Regions from separate parts of the Mus musculus genome. Here all the other regions are linked to region 3. A link is a contact called in public ChIA-PET and HiChIP or PLAC-seq data. All regions are on one chromosome and are shown on one strand. The core of a region is the stretch at or near the end of the contact, and the rest is flanking DNA. Distances in the headings are between cores, read along the strand shown. Region 1 has its middle 14 kb from the start of Gm30931. Region 2 has its middle 34 kb from the start of Gm30931. Region 3 holds the start of Acsl1 (acyl-CoA synthetase long-chain family member 1).

What was found. ChIA-PET counts read pairs in DNA pulled down with a chosen protein or histone mark. HiChIP or PLAC-seq counts read pairs in DNA pulled down with a chosen protein or histone mark.
Region 1: an REV-ERBa ChIA-PET map of liver shows a contact between it and region 3, with 10 times the contacts expected there. The contact joins the enhancer-like site here to the promoter of Acsl1 in region 3. A contact is called at or near these places in 7 of 39 promoter capture datasets (the 3T3-L1 cell line, the C10 cell line, epiblast stem cells and 4 more), 7 of 484 Hi-C or Micro-C datasets (brown adipocytes and liver), 3 of 115 datasets of contacts at active chromatin or transcription factors (intestinal villus epithelium and liver) and 1 of 9 other capture datasets (adipose tissue).
Region 2: a contact with region 3 is called in an H3K27ac HiChIP or PLAC-seq map of SST interneurons, with 2.1 times the contacts expected there. The contact joins the enhancer-like site here to the promoter of Acsl1 in region 3. A contact is called at or near these places in 8 of 39 promoter capture datasets (the C10 cell line, the HPC-7 cell line, liver and 3 more), 13 of 484 Hi-C or Micro-C datasets (the G1E-ER4 cell line, brown adipocytes, conventional dendritic cells and 4 more), 5 of 115 datasets of contacts at active chromatin or transcription factors (SST interneurons, embryonic stem cells, intestinal villus epithelium and 1 more) and 2 of 9 other capture datasets (adipose tissue and liver).

Annotation. Positions count from the first base shown.
Region 1 is chr8:46,375,521-46,378,220 of GRCm38.p6, reverse strand. No RefSeq gene overlaps it. Among named protein-coding and RNA genes, the nearest start is that of Gm30931, 14 kb to the right of the region's middle. Within about 2 kb of position 1,375, at least 7 of the 459 cell types and tissues checked have an H3K27ac peak or open chromatin away from gene starts, as enhancers often do. A contact at or near this core is called in liver, where this site is marked.
Region 2 is chr8:46,395,887-46,398,586 of GRCm38.p6, reverse strand. No RefSeq gene overlaps it. Among named protein-coding and RNA genes, the nearest start is that of Gm30931, 34 kb to the right of the region's middle. Within about 2 kb of position 1,251, at least 9 of the 459 cell types and tissues checked have an H3K27ac peak or open chromatin away from gene starts, as enhancers often do. A contact at or near this core is called in SST interneurons and intestinal villus epithelium, where this site is marked.
Region 3 is chr8:46,469,619-46,472,318 of GRCm38.p6, reverse strand. It overlaps Acsl1 (acyl-CoA synthetase long-chain family member 1), which reads right to left and starts at 1,282. Exons shown (of 21, transcript NM_007981.4): 1 at 1,089-1,282. It overlaps Gm31050 (a long non-coding RNA gene), which reads left to right and starts at 1,269. Exons shown (of 2, transcript XR_378936.3): 1 at 1,269-1,714; 2 at 1,820-2,328.

The DNA of each region.
Region 1 (2,700 bases), core at 126-2,625, 94 kb after region 3:
TGATACAAGTTGCGTTGCCTAGGAAACAGAATCAAAACCTAAGCGAACATGCAGGCTTTCCTTGCAGGATGCCCTTAGGACCAACACCTCCTGTGGGAGGAAGCAGAGAAGCCAAACGGAGCGGAGGGAGAAATGAGGCTGTAACTCAGTCTCACCAAAGACCCTGTGCCCTGAGGATCTCCTCTGTTATTTTCCGATGTGTATCAAACTAGCCTGTGTGTGTGTCTCACCGCAATGGAAGCTGCACTGTGCTGTCTGACCTCAGTGTCAGAAGGAACGAATTCTCCAGCTGACAGACAGACAGACAGACACGGTGCTTGCACATAGCCCATAAATCGGAAGCCAGGGACCTTTTGGAGTTGTTGTGAGGCAGAGTGAAGGGGATACGATATTTCGGTTCTCCTGTGGATCTGTCTTTGAGTGCAGTGTGCTCTCACTAACCCTCTCCACCCCCCACCCCAGGTAGGTCCTATTGCCCAGGCAAAGCAGTTTCGTGAAGAGTAGTGCCAGAGAGGGACTGACACCTATGGACTGTTGGCAAACTTGTCCAGAAGCTGCGGGGATGGCAGGGGAGGGAGGAGTGGAAATAGACTAGAATGACATAGCTTCAACTCCAATGAGACAAGTCTGTGCTAAAACTTATTATATATATGCATATATGTATGCATATATAATATATGTAATGTTATATAATGTTATATATTGTCTTTACAATCCTTATTTTCTACTTGTTTGGTACTTTTGCTTTATTATTCAAGACAAGAAATTTCTAAGCTATCCCCAGCCGTCTTTGTATTTTTATTTCAAGAGGGTCTTGTTAAGTGGCCCAGACTGGTCTTGAACTTGCGACCCTCTTGTCTCTGCTTCCTGAGTAGGTGGGATCATAGGCCTGTCACAGCAGATTCAAGCCCCAGCGCATGGCTTTTGTATTACCACTGGTGAGGCGTTTGGTATTTTGTGTCCTTTTGTGTCTGTCATCTAGTTATGAGAGACATCACCTGTCAAGGAATCTGTGAGCTTCATGGGTCACTCATGAGCTGAATGCAAAAAAAAGTATTATCTCCACACAATGTTTACACAGTATTATTCACAGAAGACAGAATAGGCTCATAGAGAGAAAACAGATGTGGTCTATATGCCATAATCTTCAGTACTATGGCTACTTCCTTATTCCTAAATGAACAAAAAGAATATACAGTCCAAGAGTAGCTGACTCATAGACCCAGGGAAGACACTTTAGAGTTTATCTCTCCCAATTGCCTTATCTAGATGAAACAAATAAAGAACAGAGATAAATTTGATGACTTGATGGGGCTCATGGTTGGTCTTGAATCAAGTCCAGGCCATTGGGTTTTATGTTCAGTAAACCTCTACTGGTCGGGTCACATCAAAACACATTGCAACTGGACTGCCTTCATAGTTCATGCCACTTCCAATAAGCTAATAGTGGCTGCCATTTTCTGCTTCTAGAAATTCCTTGTTCCCCAGATGAACACAAAAGTGACAAATTTAAATTAAGATTTATAGAGGCAAGCTGACTACCACCTGTAAGAAGAAACACCAGGCTGGGTCTCAGTCAACCTTAAAGACTAGCCAGATTGCTTCCCCCCTTACCCCAACCCCTCATAGAATATGGTCTTTTGAGCTTTGGAGATTTTTTCCCCCAAAGTGAAGATGTTAAGAATCAAATAATCACATAAGCCCCTCAGTTCTTTCCCAGTGCATCTGGAAATATCCACAGTTGAGATGAACAGGCTGGGTTGCGTTGGGGGACCAATCATGAAACAGAATCTATTTCCAGAGCCCCCTGGGTGATGGCAGGATGGGACTAGGGCATCTGTCCTTCTTTCTTGTGAGGGGAGGTCAGGCTCCAGGGAAGGAGCTTCACGGAATAACACTAAGTTCTTATTATGGCAAAACATCCATGACAAACTTTACATTTCACATTTAAGCCATCTTACATAATCTAATTGCACAACATTAGCACTTTTGCAAAGGTTCATGTTCAGAACTTTTGTCATCTCAAACAGAACTCTGAACCCATTAAGCAATAACTCTACAGTCCCTCTCAGGTAACTTCTACTCTGGTTTCTGAGGTTCCCTACTTTAGGTGACCCATGGGAGTACATTTATATAACATCTGTCCCTTTGTGCCTGTCTGTCTTCTCTTGGTAAGGGGGAAGATTTCGAGCCAGGCTCTAGTACTTAACACCTTCTTCATGCTGAACAGCATCCTTTGTCGGAGTTCACCACATTTTGCATTTCCACAGGTCTGTGAATGTACATAGGCTGTCTCTGTGTTCTAGCTATTATAAGTAATGCCACTATAAACTCTGGAGTGGGATAACAGGTTGGTTTGTTGGTTTGTTGGTTCGTTTTGTTTGTTTGTTTGTTTTTCATTCAGCTCCTGATACATTCCAGCACAAATTCTGTGAAGGTCATCTAGTGCAGTCTCTCACAACTAAATGAAGAAGCCATACAACACCAAGCCTCTCACCCATCTAGCGGTAGTACTTATAGGTGCTGTGGTTTGAATCTGAGATGTGGCTCTTAGGACAACGTTTTGTATGCTCAGTCTCTACCCTGTGGCACTACTAGTTTAGTACTTTTTTTTTTTTTTACTTATTCTTTGAGAATTTCAAAGATATATTCGATGTGTTTGGATAGTATCCACCTACCCCCAATTCTCCCTGGACCTCT
Region 2 (2,700 bases), core at 2-2,501, 74 kb after region 3:
GGCTGGGAACCCACCTAAGATCTCAGCAAGAACAGCTAGCGCTCTTAACCCTGTGAGCATCTTCCCCGCCCCTGGGCTGTCCTGTTTGAGCTTGCAGTTTTTCTGCTAAGTTAACTGCCCCGTAGATGGAAAATGAGCCTTCCTTTCTGACGCTTCTCAGTCATTACATAGACATGCATAGGACGGTTCCAAAATTACTAATTTATAAAAGCTTAGCCGATTCTGTCACAGGATTAGAAAGATGCTAAATTATTAAGAGTAATCATTTTTCAAACATCTCTGTACAAAAACTGCTCATGAAAATCTCTGCCCTGGCTTAGGACACTCTTTATTCCCAAGGCCTGAAGTGGATTGCCACCACATGGTGGGTACAGCCACAAGATGAGGGACTAAGTGTGGAACAAGTGTCACCCACTCTGAAACAAGTCATCCAATTTGGAAGACGTTCCACTATTCTAAATGATGTTCTTTCAGGTGCACTACCTTAGCGTTTTAAAGAGCATCCTTTAAAAGAATCATAATTTAAATGAGAATGAAATATCAACCTATCACTCAAATGTTCTCCAAGGCTTTAGAATGAAATCAGGAGGCACCGACAGGCTGAGGCTGCCAAGTGAGGAATAGTTTCTGAAAGATGAACATTTCGTGTTGAATATGTTGAATAAAAATACATTTTGAATATGCTTGAATAGAAAGCAATCTGGGATGCGTTGAATAGAAGATGCATTCTAATTACTATAATGCACCAATTCAAGGATACCGCTGGAAATGGCTCAATTTCGGAATCAATAGTTCTGATTGCTGCACGTTTGAAAGGATCTCAGAGTCTTTCTGCCTTGAAAGCTTGGCTACAGTCATCCTTTGAGGTTTATTCTAAGAAGCCAGGGGTGGGGAACAGAGGCACTCTGCAAGGGTAAAGATTTTTTTTGTGTGTGAAATTCCTGGGGGATCTGGGATTTAATCCTACTATGTTGAGCTTGATGCATAGATTCTATGGTATTGTCAATAGCTAAAAGTAACTGACAATATTTGCCTAAAAGAAAGGAGCCTGGTATGAAAGTTCCATAGTTGTTTGCCAAGGGCTACATCAGATCCTTTCCCGGGTATGTTTGGATAAGGGGATAGTGGGGTTGCTTAGTGGAAGACAAAGCATATTTTTGTTCTGAATGAGCACTTAGAATATCTGACTTTAAAACAGAGACAGAATTCCTTCTCTGCTTGAATTAGCACACCGACCAGTAAATCAACAAATATTTATTGAGATCCTGCAATGGAACCTTGGACTTCCTTGTTTGATAACTCTTGGCAGGTTTTCTAGTGTCCTGGTAAAGAAAATATTTCTTCTACCAAATCACGTTAAAAATGTGTTTATTTTTCCATCTCATATTTATACTTACTAAAGGAGTTTTCCTGTGATCTTTCTTCCTCCCATGGAAGTGCACTATCCATTTTGTGCTCTACATTTAGTTAAAACAAATCAAAACATAGATTTTGATCACATTATCACCTTAGCCCTTGAGTGGGGGCAAGCATACAGATGTACAGTTGAATGCTATTTAACTGCTGGTCCACAGTGTGCCCTTGGGAACTGCAGTTGAAGGACACAGTAGAGGTGGTAGAGCTGGATCAGGAAACATTGAGCCTCTTCCTAACCTATTTCCCTGTCCTATATTTATTTTCATGGCATCCCAGGATTGCAGTGGCAAATATCTCTCAGTGAAATTCTAAGAGTATTTCAGACACATCCATTGTAAATTTTCCTTAGATTGCTACTCACTAAGACTACATTAGATCTCAACTTCTTTAACAGCAAAACTTACCAATTGCAAGAAGGATATCACATACTTTCCCTCATATGCAGTATCTAGATGTGTACCATAGACATGAAAGCAGGTGTAAGGTTATGGGGACAATTGGGTTAAGGAGGGGGGACAAGAGAAGGTAAGAGGAGGTGGACATGAACAAAGTACTATGATACACATGTATGAAATGCCATTATGAACCTACTATTTTATATGCTAACTTAAAAACATTCATTATTAAAACCTGATGAGAGGGGCTGGAGAAATGGCTCAACAGTTAAGAGCACTGATTGTTCTTCCAGCACTGGGTTCAATTCCCAGCAACCACATGGTGGCTCACAACCATGTACAATGAGATCTGATGCCCTCTTCTGGTGTGTCTGAAGACAACGACAGTGTACTTACATAAATAAAATAAATAAATCTTAAAAAAAAAAAAGAAACTGAGGAGAGCTGGAGATGTAGCTCAGTGGACAAGTGCTTGCTAGTGTGGGCAAAACCTTGAGTTTGATCCTAGCACTGCAAAAATAATTTTTCAATGACTCCCATATTGAGGGAGTTCCACAGATACGACCAAGTAGATATTTGGAAAAAATTGTACATCTACCAAATATACAGGTATTTTCTTGTCCTTATTCTCTGAATAATAGTATGCAATGATTGTTTACAATAGCATGTAATGCACTATGAGATTGTATGTGTGTTATATTAGATATAATATATTATTTATATTATACATAATCTTGAGGTTATGTGGCATGTCCAGAAGGATGCTCCCAGATCATACACAGGTACTACACTATTTTATATGAAGGACATAGCATCTTAGAGAAGCCTGGAAAATAACCTTCATGAAAGCAAGAACAGTAATAATAAAAGCAGACCCAGATTCATCCTA
Region 3 (2,700 bases), core at 33-2,532:
CTCCCAGGATCCGGCCCTGTCTGTTTTCTGTTGTCACACCTCACCACATTGCTCCAAACCGATGGTTCCTTTCCGTTGCTCCCATTCTTAACCTTGCCCATTGCAGACCTTCAGTTCTTAACTTTGGTGAACTAGAAGGGTTTGGATGATTTCTGAGTTACGCTAATAATTTTCATTGGGCTAACCACAGATTACGTTTTGAAACGTGTATCCCAGAAACATAATCAAATGTCAAGTCCTTAAAGGGAAGACTAGAGATGGATACTCACAGTTCCAAGAGGAAGCATTTTCATAACGGCCATTCTTAACTAGGTTCCATAACCATGAGCTTGAGCGGTGTGGCAAGATGGTCTGTAAGCTCGGGCATAGTGCAGTGATTAGATGGAGCTGCCTTCTCTAGATTCTAATCCATGTGATCTTTTAAGTCCTGTATCAGCACTCGGGGTCTACGTTTCAAGGTGATAAATATCATTTTTGCTCCCTAATTTAAAAAAAAATTAAAAGCCAGATTGCCTTAAATCAATGACTCCATCACCACTGTGTGTAGTGGCTCTGGGAGCTCCTCTTGGAGACACCGCGAGAATTTCTACTTATGACATCGGGCTCTGAGCGCTGCTTCTGACCCTCCTCGAACGCTCGGCGCAGGGGCACGTCACAGAGCGGCACCGGGACAGTCCGTGTCCACGCGCGGTGAGTGCGCGCCTCACAATCCCCGCCTCTGGGGGTACGAGGGATGCGGTGGCGGAGACGCCAGGGTCCCCAGCAAGCAGGACCACCTCTCGGCACCTGAGCCGGGGAGGGAAGGTCCCAGCCGCCACACCAGCCAGGGACCGTGCAGAGAGGAACCTCTTGACTCCGCGGTGCACCAGCCCCGCGCGCGCACGGCCCGCGGGGGAACCCGGGCTCCGGCACCGGAAGCGGCGGCCGCCGGAGCGGCCCCAGAGCCTCCCGAAGCCGAGGGAAACGAGGCCGTGGAGCCCAGGCCGGAAAAGCGGAACGTCCCGCAGAGCCGCGGGGAGGTTCTCCCGTCTCGGCCCGGCTAGGGTCGCCTTGGCCGACTCGCGGCCCTTCGCGGCTGGCGCACTCACCTCCTCCGCTGCCCGGGCTGCTCCACAGGCGGCTGTCACTGCAATCCACGAACTGCCCCGCGCCGGGTTGCGATGCTATTTAAGGAGTCGCGGCCGCAGCTGCTCTCTTGGCTGCGCCACCGGCGTTGCAGCAGCAGCAGCAGGGCCGGGCGGCTGGTAGTGCGCGTGCCGTGCCACGCCGCCCCGCCCCGTCCGCAGGCTCCTCCCCGCCCCATCTCTTAGCGCGCCCACTCCCCCTCGCCAGCTCCTCCCCTCCTGTCGCACAGGTCGAGGCTGTCCCGCCCCATCACACCCACCGCTCCTCTCAGGTCCCGCCCCATCGGCGCCATTCCCGCCTCCCAAGCCCCGCCCTATCTGGGCTGATCCAAGCCCCTCAGACCCGCGGTGCCTCTCAGGCCACGCCCACCAGCTCCAGTCCTTCCCCTCCGGCCGCGCCTCCTCGGTCTTTTGCCCCGCCCCTTAAGGCCCAGTCCTCCTTCAGGTCCCGCCCAGTCCTGCTGACTCCGCCTCTCCCTCCAAAGCCGCAAGGTGGGCGTGGCCTCCCTCAGGTCCATGAGCATGGCTGTCAGCAAGCAAAAGCCACTAAGGTCACCCAAACTGCCCTCTAGTTTCACAACGAATCTGAGGTAGGGCAAAGGGTAAATCTGGAAGTCTCCTGAACCCTGATAATGTGATGCTATGGAATGTTGCAGGTGCCCTTTAGCTCTTCCATCCTTAACATTCTTCCACAGCTGACACCTTGGCATAGCCTCTCTGCTTGCTTCTCTGCTTGGAGGGACCACGGTAGCTGAAGAAGTCCCATCTTTCTTTAGCACAGATATACACGAACCCCTTTAATCCAGTTTCACCACGGTCCCCACACCAAGTTTCGCCACAGTCCTTGGCTAGGAATACAGGACTTCCGCAATATCCTGGCCATGAGGCATCTCTGGACAACCCAGGCCCCTGTGTGGTTCAAGTGAAAAGCAGACTTAGTCGTTGCTCAAGGACGGTGTCCACCTGCCAAGTTTTAAAGGCTTGTCTGCCCTGCTCAGCCTTGGCTCTGTAGACTTGACAAATCCCTTGGGAAAACCTTTTAAGGGCTACCAACGGCCAATGCAAGGCCAGTAGGATGGCTCACTGGGTTAAAGCCCATGCCTGTCACAAAGCCTGAAGTGCAATTCTCAATCCTCAGGACTGTGAGTTACCATGTGCGCATGTAACCCTTCTTCAAACGTCATTTTAAAAAATCTTAAAGATACCCCAAAGCTTTAAGATAATCTTTTAAAAGGTTAAATACTAGAGCCATCACTGTTGCTCAGTGTCCAGAACTGGTCAGTGTGGTTAAGGTAAGATGTAGATCATGCTAACATTTTGAATGGGAAAAAAAAAAGGTCAATATAATTGTTGCCAGGTTCACCTCATGCTATTGCATGAAGACAGTCATCCAGGTACAGGAGGGTTTGCTCCCAGCATTAGATGGAAGTCTTTCTAATATTGCCTTAAATTTGAGGGACAATTATTGCCAGAACACCTCTAATAACATATCATTTACTAGGTGACACTGTTAATCAACTATAATGTCCATAACCCTATGAGGTGGTACCACCTTTGGTCCTCTTCTGTAGAACAG